3 separate regions of the Gasterosteus aculeatus genome follow, and all the other regions are linked to region 2. Evidence: chromatin contacts called from public Hi-C data. All regions are on one chromosome and are shown on one strand. Each heading gives the region's core, a stretch centred on a gene start, on an enhancer-like site or on the middle of the called end of the contact. The rest is flanking DNA. Distances are from core to core; before and after follow the strand shown.

Region 1 (4,511 bases), core at 610-3,109, 150 kb before region 2:
GTCATACAGTTACGGAAGCCCCTTGTAATGTTCTGACAAGACGGTACACTGACATGAATTTAATTGGCTTTTAAATGTCCAAATTATCTACACAACCTTATTTTCTGCATACAAAAGATAAATCTCATATCTAGGTAGTGCATCCTTTAATTATTCCAGTTACATATAAGAAAGAATAAAAGTTAGCTTGATATGTTTGTTGTGCCTTAGCTATATAGCTGGTATGTGAAGCCATAGTTAGCACACTTTATTCATCACTTGATGTCAGCCTTTAAACGCTCAGTTCACGATCAGTCAGCCCCTGTTTGTTGGGAGTAGCAGTAGTAGCGCTGCTCATTACCTTTCAGTTCCACAAAAGCACTCGGAAATGAAGTGCCTACTCAAGTGCAGCTCCATCTGACTTGAGGTTGAAGTGTGTTTAGAGCAAAATAAATGGAGTCGGTAGACAGAAACACACTCGCGATCTGAGTCATCTGCTTCCCTGAGAGGCCATGCCATTGCTCTTGGCTGACCACCAGGGAAGCTGGCTGGGTGAAAGCTGCGAGACCCCAAAAGCACTCCGGTGAACCCTAAAAACACACAGCCCTGCTCCCCCTTGCTCTGTTAGAGCGTGAGACCAGGCCCCTCCATCGCTCCATTTAGGTGACTGATAGCTCGGCCGATTTTCTTAAAACAGCCACCAATTATCAGATGCAATTAAGGACCTCTGCAAAATTACAACGCCCCTCTGAGTGTGTTCCACTGTTTTCCCCCCGGCTAAACGACTTGTAGAAATGGGTGATGATGAGGGATGATTGTGAGCATTGCTGTTGACCATATTCATAACGAAATAAGGCACGGAAGGCTCTAATTCAGGATTAGGGTTTGAAACAGTTCTCTAACTTTGAGTTTAAAATAAAATACAGAAACCTGGGTTCTTGGAACAAGGGTCTATGCAAAACAAATGAACAGATGTTAAGTTGATCACGTTACACTACACACAGAACTTGGGTTATGGTGTGCTCTGTTCTTAGCAAATTTAGCATTCCACCATTCATCCATGTAGCAGATGGCTGCAAATTTCTGCTCCAGAGTTCTTTTCTGCTACTTAAAGTATATTTAATGGCTTAACATAGTTTGCTGGCAGCACTCGTCAGGCTGCATTCATCTGAAATTAAAGGTGCACTGTGGAATTGTCTTCTTAACAAAAACAAATGTTTCTGTTTAGTTTGTGACCCAAAATGCAACATGTGTATCATAAGGTCTAACGGACCTTGTTGATTGCATTTTCTTCCTCATAAGACTTTAGACCTTAGAAGACTAAAATGCCTAATTGGTGAAGATTTTCTCAGTTGTTGCCTCAGTTAGCACGTGTGTAACAGTGACCAGCTGTCGATACATACAGGGCGCCAATACTAAGTGCATTGACTTACTCTCCTCCTACTGACGTGGGCCGTTCACTCGTTTGATAGACAATAGTTATGAATCCAGAGATAGAGACATACAAGCTCTACACTGGTCTCGCTTGGCAAGCAAATCAAGAGGGAAACAATTACTAAACAGTGGGTGAAACAACAGTCCAAACCGCCCACGCCTAGTCGATAATGAGCTGTCTATTATGGTGAAAAGAGTGAATAAATATGTTTAGAGTCTAGAGGTCCCTGATCATACAGTCACAAATGAGTACAAAAAAATACTGGGCTGATGGATCGAGTAGTGTGAGAGATTAGCTGTGGACAGACAGATACAAAGACACACAACCAAATACATACATCTCATATGAGAAACAATTATGAAAAGCTACTTACACCATGACAGGTAATTAATCTAATGATGAACTATTGTTAATAGTAAATCAAATCAGTAGTAGTATCAATAATCTTTATGGAATCGAAAAGTTTAAAAATAAATGAGTCAGTAAATAATAAATGTCTTTACATTCATGTCGGTGACTGATATTATTCCACTAAGGCATGGTGTAGGGCTTGTACTAGGAGCAGATGTTAGCGCCTTTGAAGCTAGAAGCTTCTTGTATCACTAAGAAGCAAGTTTTCTTGTTTCTTTTATTTTCTTTCGGCTCCACTACAGCGTATTAGTTGTCCCTTTTCTTCTCTCCCTCACTCAGTGACTTCAGGCCCTCAGGCTCTCTTGTCTCTCCCTCATTCATTTCACTGCTATTCCTCCTGTCCTCCTGGCCCTTAATGTCTTTGCCCAGCTGCTAAAACTTGAAGCTCTGGTGTGGCCTCTTGGTTAAAGGGATTGTGTGCTGTGCTGCCACTGGGAGAACAGTTAGAGGAAAGAACACAGGTGAATGCAGAACCGAAGCAAACATATGCATCACGCTCTCTCAGTTTGAACCCAGATTGAAGATGTTTATTTTTGTCCTCCAGAATGGAAAGACAAATACAGGAGAGGTGATCTTTGGTGAGTAAGTAGTGGTAGCAATCACTGAAGAACTGCAATTATTCCCTCACCACAGAGAGACGTTAGTGCCTTCCTCTGTAGTGTGTGGGTAGCAGTACTGAACCACTGATGTAATGCACTGAAACTGTAAGTCGACATGCAAGAACAACTGAATCTTTTCCTCTTTGAATATACAATTTATAATACGAGACGCAATCCCTGCTCCAGGCTGGTTTTCTTGCACTGTATCCCTATTGGACAAACTCCAACTTTGTTGACTGTAACAGTTTAACTCGGCTCCACAAGAGGGGGCAAAACTCCCATGAGGAGTCGTATTACCAGGCCAGCAGCCATGACGCCACTGGCTTATTAAATCAGTCCTGTTGCTTGTGTTATTTGGATCACCGCAATGCATGATCAAATGCCAGTGAAGCTATTGTATTTCAAAGCTCGATGATATTCTTCATTCATGCAATCTTTTAATCGTCTGTCTGCCTTTTATCCCACACCACCTTCTTCCATCCACAAACACACATACACACACTGCAGCTACTCTCCCCTCTCTTACATGCACTAGCTGGTGTGTGTTTCATCTAATTCTCTTTAATGAGGCTCATTTCACTGTCAGGAGTCTAATGATGCTAATTAATTAATCCGCCCACCCGTGGTAAAGAAAAATCTGTCATCCAGCCCCTTCCTTAAAGATAATATGTACTGTATGTTTTATGTTTGAAAAATAAACGATGTTGTTTGAAATGGAATTTATTCTTTCGGTCTTTATTTTGCATTTGGCTGCAGGCGATGTATTGTACATTTACATTACATTTTTACACTGGGCTACTTGCTAGTAGTGTGATTCTGCAGGACACTTAAACAGATGTTTGTAGGTGTTGAGGTTAACATAATGGTCAGCTGTAGACGTCTTGAGTAAATCATGAAATAGCTTGATGTTTGTAGGTGATTCATTCCGTGGTACGGTTGTTTTTTCCTCATAGAAGTTGGTAATGTTGGAAAAAAGAGAAGTGAAAGAAAATAACAATGAATGCAAAATCCAGACTAGAAATGCAACAGACGAAGAAGTAACGGTTTCAAAATCAATGTTCTTTGTTTTCCATTGAAGTCCCAATTTGTGATTAGTTTGTTGCACATGTAGCATAATGGAGCCCTGGTGTCATCCCTTAATCACAAGGGCATCACTAGCCAATCACAATGGGTGGGCATCATAAAAATGCAGTGGAGTTTGCATTAGCCACCACCTTATGTCCCGCTCCCCGTCTGCCTGAGTTACTTGTTTGATACTCACTTTGTATAGCTGAAATGCTTAAGGTGGCGTTGCTGTGCTCTATATATCTATATATCTATATATATATATATAGATATATAGATAGATATCTATGTCAGTATATATACATTTATAGATCCATATAGATCTCTCTATATATATATACACATGTATTCACATATTGTCAACCAGATTCTCTCTGAGAATGTTTAACTTTTAGGAGCTTACCTGGTAATCAATAAACCCATAAATTGTGCGTTCTCATATTGCATGACACAAAGGCTTTATACCACAATTATGGATCTACAGTGAAAATGCTGAGTGATGCAGAGGAAATTCGTCAACATTCTCACTTAATTCCACAAACCTCATCAAAAACGCCCGTCAATATGATGCAGTGATGAATTAGTCCGACTCTCGCTTCCCCACTGTTTATTTTTGGTAATCAGTGTACACCGGCACTTCTCTGCAGTTTTGCAGTTTTTAGATGTGACACATCTAAATAAAGCTTGATGAAACGCTTGCTCCGTAATTGGTTGCAAGATTTATACATGATCTTGAAAACCACCCCCAATCCCTTAAAAAAGAAAGAAATGGTACATAATATTCCATGTTTAGCTTTGATACATACCTTTTGACCGATGTTGGCTGGCTTACTTTATTCTGAATAAATAAAAGTAACTGAAGGAGAAGAGGGAATGACTGTGTGTGAGAGAGAGAGAGAGAGAGAGAGAGAGAGAGAGAGAGAGAGAGAGAGAGAGAGAATAAACCCTACAACACATTGTTCTTGTTTGCACAGACCATAGCAATTTGTTTGACTCTGCTGCTATTGAGGCGAGACATGCTT
Region 2 (4,469 bases), core at 448-2,947:
GTGACATCTGTGAGCTATTAAAAGCAACTTCAGGTAGCACACGTTGTCCACATTAGGCTGAACTGAGATTTACATTTCCACATCTCCACAAAGCATAATAAACAATCAGAAGGGGGCGTGTGCAGGCAGGTTAGCATCAGAGAGCAGAGCTCTTCACCTCACTGGGATTGGAGAGTCGCACTGTGTTCGGGTGAAGAGGGAGGACAAAGGGGCCGTGTGTGTGTCGGTGTGTTCAGAGAGGTGAAAATACACTCATTGATGACGCACATTAATACAGCTGTCAGTACCAAGTAGCACATTTACTCAAGTATTATGCTCGTGTACAATTTGAAGGTGCATGTACTCGACTACCTCTATCTGTTGCAACTTCTACATTTTGGAGGGACATATTGCATGTACCACTCCAATACATTTAAACAGCAAAAGTTATATCTACTGGTTAGTTTGCATTTTAAGATTTTTTTAATTCCAAGTAGAAATATTATGTATTTTACCAGATTACACTACCAAAAGTTTGTAAAGTATTTAAAATGACCTGCGACACTAAAAGGCCTAAAAAAAAGTCAAAAAAATCACAACATTGCCCTGAGTCACATCTTTCCTAATTCACTGTCTTTGGAGCAGTTCCCCACTTGTTGAGGACATCCCACATTTGGGCATTAGCGCTCTTATGTTTTATTCAGATGTGGGAGACTTTTTCGTCTTATTTTAGAAATGTCTCACACCATGGGTTTAAACTTTTGAAATAGGTGAAGTTTTGGAATGCAGAACCTTTGCTATAGTGAAAGGCCTCGCTGCTCCTCTGCCACTGGTTATATGCTGAAAATGTGTTGTGCGTTCTTTTGCAAAGTTAACAAAAATAGTAGGATACCAGTAAAACATTTAATCAAATGTTTGCCTCTGTATGATACCTTGAAAAAAATGTCCCAAATTGCACAAAAATCGCTGTTCACCGGGTCGCTGCTCTGCTGCTGGAAATCAAATGAGCGATATGAATCAGGAGCTGGTTTTAGACGCCAGCTGTTGCTCTGCAGCAGTCTGCTCGAGCTGGAGCTCCCTCTCCCCCCCTCCCCCCCACACGTCCACCCTCAGCCTTTGCCTACTCTCAGCAAGGGAAGGGGGAAAACTTTCCGTGTTCCTAGACTGCTGTCTCCCCCTATTGACCACAGGGGGTAACTGTATAGAGCCGGCATGGAGAGGGACATTTTAAAACAGAAGAAAATTAAATTAAATGTAGCAATATTAAGTGTTTTTGGCTGTTTATGATGCAGAATAACGAAAATTGCATTGGCTCTATGATATCGTTTTCTCTCGGGCTTAATTATACTTATCATGCTTTAGCAACTAATTTGTATTTCATTATTTCCCCTCGTAAAAACAAAAAAGTTGTTCCCTCTATAAAAGTAGAAGACGCATTAATTAATGTATTCCGTTCGTCTGATTAAATTGCAGTTGTAAAAATGTTTCACCATAAAGCGTTGTTATAATCTATTGGAAAATCAAGCCGGATTAAGCTCTATGCATACTGACTGGCTCGTGTGTGCGTGTGTGCGTGTTTTAGGGAAAGTGTGTGTTTTGTGTGCTGGTTAGTGGTGGGGGAAAAAGCGGTATCGAATTCCTTCAGTTTGGCGTCACGTTCTGTTATCCAATCAGATCTGGGCTTTCCTGTGCGGCATGGCAGCGGTCTTATAAAGATCCCATGCGTGAGGTTTGCAGTTCAAAGCACTCACACGTTCTGGGGATTGTACTTGGAGACCAGAGAGGAGCACTTTACCGTTTCATCCTACCGAGTTAAGAGTGAACTCTAACCAGCTGGCTTGTTCTTTTTGTTTTTACCCTTTTTAAGTGCGGGCCGGCTCGCAGAAAACCCACTCCTCCTCGGAGTCCATCGGACACCCGTGCGTAAAGACACTCTCGCTCCAAATCGGTTTTACGCACCGGAGCGAAAGATAACCAGTCGTCGTTTTTCGGTGCGGTTCTCTAAGTTAAAAGATCAAAGTTGTACAGGAAAAAGGTGGTCCATTTAGGGACGTTTTACCTCTCACGAGAGAGCAGTAGAAACTCCTTCGTTTCAAGCGTAATTTGGCACCACACAGTTTTTCGTATGAATCTCCTCGACCCTTACCTGAAGATGACGGAGGAACAAGACAAGTGTCTCTCCGACGCCCCGAGCCCGAGCATGTCCGAGGACTCCGCGGGATCTCCGTGCCCGTCCGGCTCGGGCTCCGACACAGAGAACACCCGGCCATCTGAGAACGGGCTACTCGGTCTAGATGGAGAGTTTAAGAAGGATGAGGACGATAAATTTCCCGCTTGCATCCGCGAGGCAGTGTCCCAGGTGCTCAAGGGCTACGACTGGACTCTTGTGCCTATGCCAGTGCGCGTTAACGGGTCCTCTAAGAACAAGCCTCACGTGAAAAGACCGATGAATGCTTTCATGGTGTGGGCTCAGGCTGCGCGCAGGAAGCTGGCTGATCAGTATCCTCACCTGCACAACGCAGAGCTCAGCAAAACTCTGGGGAAACTCTGGAGGTAAGTGTGCACGCTGCGCTATTCAGCTGTAACACACACATTACGATGGAAGGAGAGTTGTTGGTGTCTTATTATATCGACCTCCGTTGTATCTGCACACCAAATCGTCTGTATAATGTCGAGCAATGACACATAAAGTACAAGTAGATGGCAGTTTGTTTAATCCATGAATTCATATGTTGGTGCTTTTTACGCGCAGACTTCTGAATGAAGGGGAGAAGCGGCCGTTTGTGGAGGAAGCCGAACGGCTCCGGGTGCAGCACAAGAAGGACCACCCCGACTACAAATACCAGCCCCGGCGGAGGAAGTCCGTCAAGAACGGCCAGAGCGAGTCGGAGGACGGCAGTGAGCAGACGCACATTTCCCCCAATGCCATCTTCAAAGCTCTCCAGCAGGCGGACTCCCCAGCCTCCAGCATGGGAGAGGTGCACTCACCGGGTGAGCACTCAGGTGAGCAGGAATAGCGCGTTTTTAAATGCCTTGCTCCGTCTTTTCTCTAAAGGATATTTCCATATGTTTAAAAAAATCTTAAAAAGGTAAATAATGTATTATCATATCAGTTGCTTTAAAATGACTAAAACTGAATGAACATAGAGAGCAGTATCTAATGTGTCATGTTTCCTTCACTTTCAGGCTCCCAGGGCCCCCCTACTCCTCCCACCACCCCAAAGACTGATGTCAGCTCGGGCAAGATGGACCTAAAGCGAGAGGGTGGCATCCGCTCCCTGTCCGACGGCACCGGCGGCCGCCAGCTCAACATCGACTTCCGCGACGTGGACATCGGCGAGCTGAGCAGCGACGTCATCTCCCACATCGAGACCTTCGACGTCAACGAGTTCGACCAGTACCTTCCGCCCAACGGGCACCCCGGCTTAGCGGGCGCCGCCGGCGGCTCCGCGCCGGTCGCTTACACCGGCAGCTACAGCATCAGCGGCGGCAGCCCGGTGAGCCCGCAGGCGGGGGCCGCCGCGGCTTGGCTGGCGAAAAGCCAAAACCAGCAGGGACAGCAGCAGCATACTCTGACCCCACTGGGGGGAGGGGGCGCCGAGCACCGGACCCAGATAAAGACTGAGCAGCTGAGCCCGAGCCACTACACCGAGCAGCAGGGTTCCCCGCAACACGTCGCCTACAACAGCCCCTTCAACCTGCAGCACTACAGCCCCCCCTCCTCCGCCTACCCGGCCGCCATCTCCAGAGCGCAGCAGTACGACTACTCCGACCACCAAGGGGGCGGGGCCGCCGGCTACTACAGCCACGCGGGGGCGGGGCAAGGCTCAGGGCTGTACTCGACTTTCAGCTACATGAGTAGCCCCAGCCAGAGGCCCATGTACACGCCGATAGCCGACACCACGGGGGTCCCGTCCATCCCGCAGAGCAGCCCGCAGCACTGGGAGCAGGCTCCGGTCTACACCCAACTCACCAGGCCCTGAGAGCCACGGAGACCACCACGCAGATCTGACAAGCAGAACACTTTACTGCGGGGGTCTGCTCCATGAATCAAATCAGACACTTGAATGAAGAAGAGGAGGGCTTGTGATTGGCTCACGTCGTGCCTTGCTATTCTATCTTAATAGGAACTTTTATATATATATATATATAAATATATATTTTTAGAGAGATGGAGAAACTTAGGAAAATCCTCTGTGAGGACTTAATGATTGTTGATATTGCAGTAGGTACTGCGTCTTGATATATTTTTGGTTTGATTTCTTCACACGCCGGCAGTAACCAATGGGGAGGATGGGGGGTTCCTGGCTAATTATTTCTACATGTAAATATACGACGAAAAAAAGCTTTATATGTCACACGGCTCAGCAGCTCACCACTCATGGTAGCGCGCATTCAGATGTTTGTTTGATTTCGATGTGTTGCTTCTTTCCGCTCTTCCCTGGGGAGGGGTGTAGGGTGGGTGCAGCTCTTTCCACCATCAGTGCCTT
Region 3 (4,268 bases), core at 1,038-3,537, 240 kb before region 2:
AGTCAGCGCTGGTAGATGGGGCCCGGGAAAGGGAAGTTTTGGGTCCCCTGCTGGAGCTGATGCCCCCGCAACCCGACCCCGGATAAGCAGCTGAAGATGGATGGATGGTGTCTCTTCATTGTCGCATCATTGCATGTGTTGGAGCCATATTTTCGGTTTTGTTACAAATCATTTATTTGTTGGTAGGAATTGAGTGTTTTCACTTAATGTATTTTTTTGTTCATATTTGAAATAACTTTTAGGATTCATTAGATCAGCAGACAAGAGGAGGGGGTGGGACTGAGGCACAGGGGCTGGCTTTTGTATTGGACGGGACATCGGCACAGTCTTTCAAACTTACGTTGTCCACTCTGTTAATCATGTTCAAATGAAACGACCAAATGTAAAATTCAAACAAACGACGTGAATGAGAACACGAGCATTGAGTGTCTTCTATGGAAGCGACAACGTGTGAGTCAGGAAGCGGAGTCCCGCGCACCGAAACGAGGAAGTGCAGCATGTTCTACCTGAATTGCCGAGTCTTGAATGTTTACCCTGAACCTCGTCCCTGTGTTGTGTACGTCCCTGTTCCCCGTCTGCGTTTTTCCGTGTCTTCGTTTTTTCCCCTCTGGTGTTTTGGTTTTGGGATTTTGGGATTTATTAAAATTACCTTTTGTTTTCAAAACTCTGCGCCTGAGTCCTGCTTCTGGCCACGCCAACCCAGTCATTGTGACAGTAACTATAATCAATGCTATTGTTTCCGATGTCTTCCATAACAATCCAGGGATGGAATAAAAAAAAACATGCAGTTGTCTCCTATTAAAACGTTCCGTTAGACATGACACGTTTCTAGTCTATTTTGGAAAAGTGATGGACATAAACTGACAAGCTTTTTTTAACAAAAACAATTATTATTTTACACCTTTAAAGATATTGTAGGTGTGTTACAAACTACTCTGCACAAGGCACATTGCGACAGAAAAAATTGCACCATGACTGAGCTGAAATTCAATTTTATCATAACAGGCCCTTGTACTGACGTGGTTGCCAAATTCCTACAGGGAGACGCGGAGCCTCAAACTGTGCTCAATCAGGACCGTGATCGCCAAAAGCTTGGCTGAAACCCCCCCCATCAGCCCAGACACGAACACTGATACTCCCCCTGCAACAATTTATCCTAATGAGTCGTGACTGGTGGTGTGTGTGTGTATGTCTGCAGACAGCACGGTTTCTGATGTCAGTGCTTCGTACAGAGATTTCAGTGTGTGTCTCCAACATGTATTTCTATGGGGACCATTCGTCAGAGCATAATGATTTCAGTTGCAGACTTTTTCAACTTTTAATAGGTAATCCATCACACTTGAGATGCATTTTACATTTCTTAGGGTTCTCTTGATGTCTCATAGCTACTGTACGTAAACATTAATTTGCAAAGCATGACCGTGCACTGTGGTCTGGTGCGTTCAAGAGCCGATGAAAAACATAGGCAGTTGAGTCGTGTGGGAGGAGAGCGGCTTCAGCTTAACGGTCTACAAGGAGCGACCTAATTCATACAATCCTTTTCATGAAGTCTGCTTGCTTTTGGGTTGTTTTATATCTCTGCATTGAATCCTCTCTCTGCCCCTCTGCTCTCAGGTGGGTGAGCCTTGAATAGAGCGGGCCTGTGATAGTTGCTAACAAGTACAAGTACAGGTGTCCAGCTGCCTTTTACAGGGAGATAGCAAGAGATTGCATTTTCCTTCAGTTCCTTCAATGATTTAAATGTGCCCTTTTTTAAGATATATTTCGGCAGGGAATTTTTTGACAGTGATGGTGGAGAGAGACAGAGGGGAGAGAGAGCATGAGAATGGCATGCGGCAAAGTAGCAGCTCAGAAGCACATATGTGGCATAACTGCTCGTCTATCTGGGTTCCCTTTTCGGGTCTGATGGTAATTATCCATGTGGTTCATTTGTATATTAGTAGCTGATACTGAGCAAAATGCTGTCTTTTATGCAGAAAGAATTGCCTCAGTCTCAGACTGACTGCCACAGACTTTCCATTCCGTGCCAGTGCCACAGGGAGGATCTCGGCCTTGCTGCCTTTTAGTCCACCATAACTCAGCTAATTACAGCACACCATTTTTCACTGTTTAGGGTTAAGAAGTGATGTTTCTGGTCACGTGAGGCCCCTGACCCCCTAAATTGATACTGTGTGAGGATTACAGACTGTAATCGTTGAGGGCTTTGGGGAAGAAACCTTATTCATCTGTTACCTTTTTTATTAATTACTGGAAACAAAACTTGTCTTTTTAAGCTGAAGTTCCTAACCTGGTCTGATGGGGGTAGTAAAGGACCACGTAAAAGCCAGGTTCACTTCCCTGCAGGAGCAGATATGTGCCCCAGCATGTCTGTTACAGGAAAGAGATAATTAGAGGCAATAAATAAAAAAATATGAAGCATTGACACCATATGCTCTCTATTTATCTCCTCTTTTTCTCACCTACACATTTGTCAAGTTGCCAGAAGGATCCAACAGCTACAGGTGTTCACTCTTACAGGAATACACAGCGTGTGAGGGCACTGACCCGTCTTTCTCTCACAACCTTCCCATCCATAGCTGGATGGGTCGCTATTGTTTTTTTTTGAGGAAGTGACGAGCACTGAAGGGTTAGCCAATAGCTCCCAGTAAAACTATGATACTGCACTCACCGCAGACAACATCGCCATCTGAGTTGGAAGCATGCGTTGAAACCAACACCAAGTGTTCTGAGGAAGAACTCAGGCTGAGCTGCCATATGTTCAGACACTATAGAGTCAGTGAAATCAGAAGTTGTGAATTGTTCACTGTGAGTAACTTCATGAAAAAAGCAAACTGTTGCGATGCCCGAACGGGGGAGAACAAGAAATTAGCTTCAGATATTTTTATTTAGTCTGTATTAAGGGTATTGACAACCATTGGATGGATTGCAATAAAGTTCAGCATAGCTTGCATTCACGTTAAGGATCTTTTAGTTCATCTAGTTTTTGGACAAAACTCTTGAAGCTGATGACATGGCCCCGAGGTCCAGTGAATTGGAATTTAAGTGTCATGCCAATTAGTAAATGTTACTAAGCGAAGAAAATAATTGGCGCACTGTAGCTTATAAAATGGTAGACAAGAGTTTTTCTGGAAATGTAGTTTGATTGTTTTTTCTCCCACCAGCATACTGAGTAGACAGTATGCATCTGACTGCTTAGAATATGTCCATCTATGCTGAAGATTATTGTGCATTAACAGAATTGGTGGAGGTTTGATATGGTTCATGATTTAATGGTTGCATGCTTTTTGCATAGTGCTATCATATGTCATTGCAATATCCTGATTATGAAAAAAATACCCTGTTCTAATCCTGTTTTAATGAATGCATATGCTGCATAAAGAAATTATACAATCTTGAGTGTTTCATTTAGAACAGCAACAATCCTTCAACAATCAGTTGTTTGTTTGTGGTTGACAGTTTGTATATCGACTATTTCTTTGGCAGGAATAGGTGCAATAGAAAGTGTTAGTTACAAAAACAAGCGTTGGGAACAATATCCCTGGAAACCTTAAACGCCAATATCTTTGATGCAAATTAACCTATTTGCATGTCTGGATCCAGATGGATTGTTTTTCTTTTCTGTAGCAAAGGTGAACAAAAGCCCTTCGCTTTTGGTAGTGCCATCTCATCCATCTGTTTCGTTCCCTCCATCTCATTCCTTCTCTCACCCTTGCGCACACCATGGGATTTGGCGCTAGTCACTTAGTACATGATCTCAGGGATTATCAGCCAGTATGCTTGTTAATGATGTCATCACAAGGTCCCTGTAGAGCTGTTGAGGTCTGCCGGGGAATGATAAAGGCCTCATAGTTAAACACCAGAATGGTGTTTTTAAGCCATGAACTGGCAACACAATCAAAGATGATGTGTTTTTGGAGGAGGTCTTTGGAGACTCGGCTGTGGTGGCGCGTATACTGCTCCAAGAGTCTTATATTCTGTGGGTGGGAACACAAAGATGTGCACAATGTGGGAGGCTGATGTTAACAACTGTTTGAGAAGAATTGAGACTGTGGGATCTTCTTTTAATGTTCTGTTGTTATTTCTGTGGGTCATTCTTTTAGCAGTTGACACTTTATTCCACCAAACTTGGTTGCATTCCAGTTTAGCTCTTTTGCTGTAAAACATCTGAGTTAAACGACTTCAGCTGCTTTGATTTGTTGTCCATCCAATTGAAGTTATCCCAATCCCAAGATAATGAAGAAGTTAAAGGAGTAGAGCAATATTTTGTG

Evidence for each region. Hi-C and Micro-C count contacts between places; a contact is called where the count stands out from the background.
Region 1: a Hi-C map of skeletal muscle shows a contact between it and region 2, with 8 times the contacts expected there. The contact joins the enhancer-like site here to the promoter of LOC120819579 in region 2. A contact is called at or near these places in 3 of 6 Hi-C or Micro-C datasets (skeletal muscle and whole body).
Region 3: a contact with region 2 is called in a Hi-C map of tail fin, with 2.7 times the contacts expected there. The contact joins the enhancer-like site here to the promoter of LOC120819579 in region 2. A contact is called at or near these places in 4 of 6 Hi-C or Micro-C datasets (liver, skeletal muscle and tail fin).

Annotation. Positions count from the first base shown.
Region 1 is chr5:5,080,737-5,085,247 of fGasAcu3.hap1.1, forward strand. No RefSeq gene overlaps it. Among protein-coding and RNA genes, the nearest start is that of LOC144408034, 21 kb to the left of the region's middle. Within about 2 kb of position 1,860, at least 1 of the 9 cell types and tissues checked has open chromatin away from gene starts, as enhancers often do.
Region 2 is chr5:5,232,061-5,236,529 of fGasAcu3.hap1.1, forward strand. It overlaps LOC120819579 (transcription factor Sox-9-B), which reads left to right and starts at 1,698. Exons shown (of 3, transcript XM_040177121.2): 1 at 1,698-2,532; 2 at 2,732-2,982; 3 at 3,166-4,469. The coding sequence starts at 2,105. The coding sequence ends at 3,962.
Region 3 is chr5:4,993,819-4,998,086 of fGasAcu3.hap1.1, forward strand. No RefSeq gene overlaps it. Among protein-coding and RNA genes, the nearest start is that of LOC120819618, 42 kb to the left of the region's middle. Within about 2 kb of position 2,288, at least 3 of the 9 cell types and tissues checked have open chromatin away from gene starts, as enhancers often do.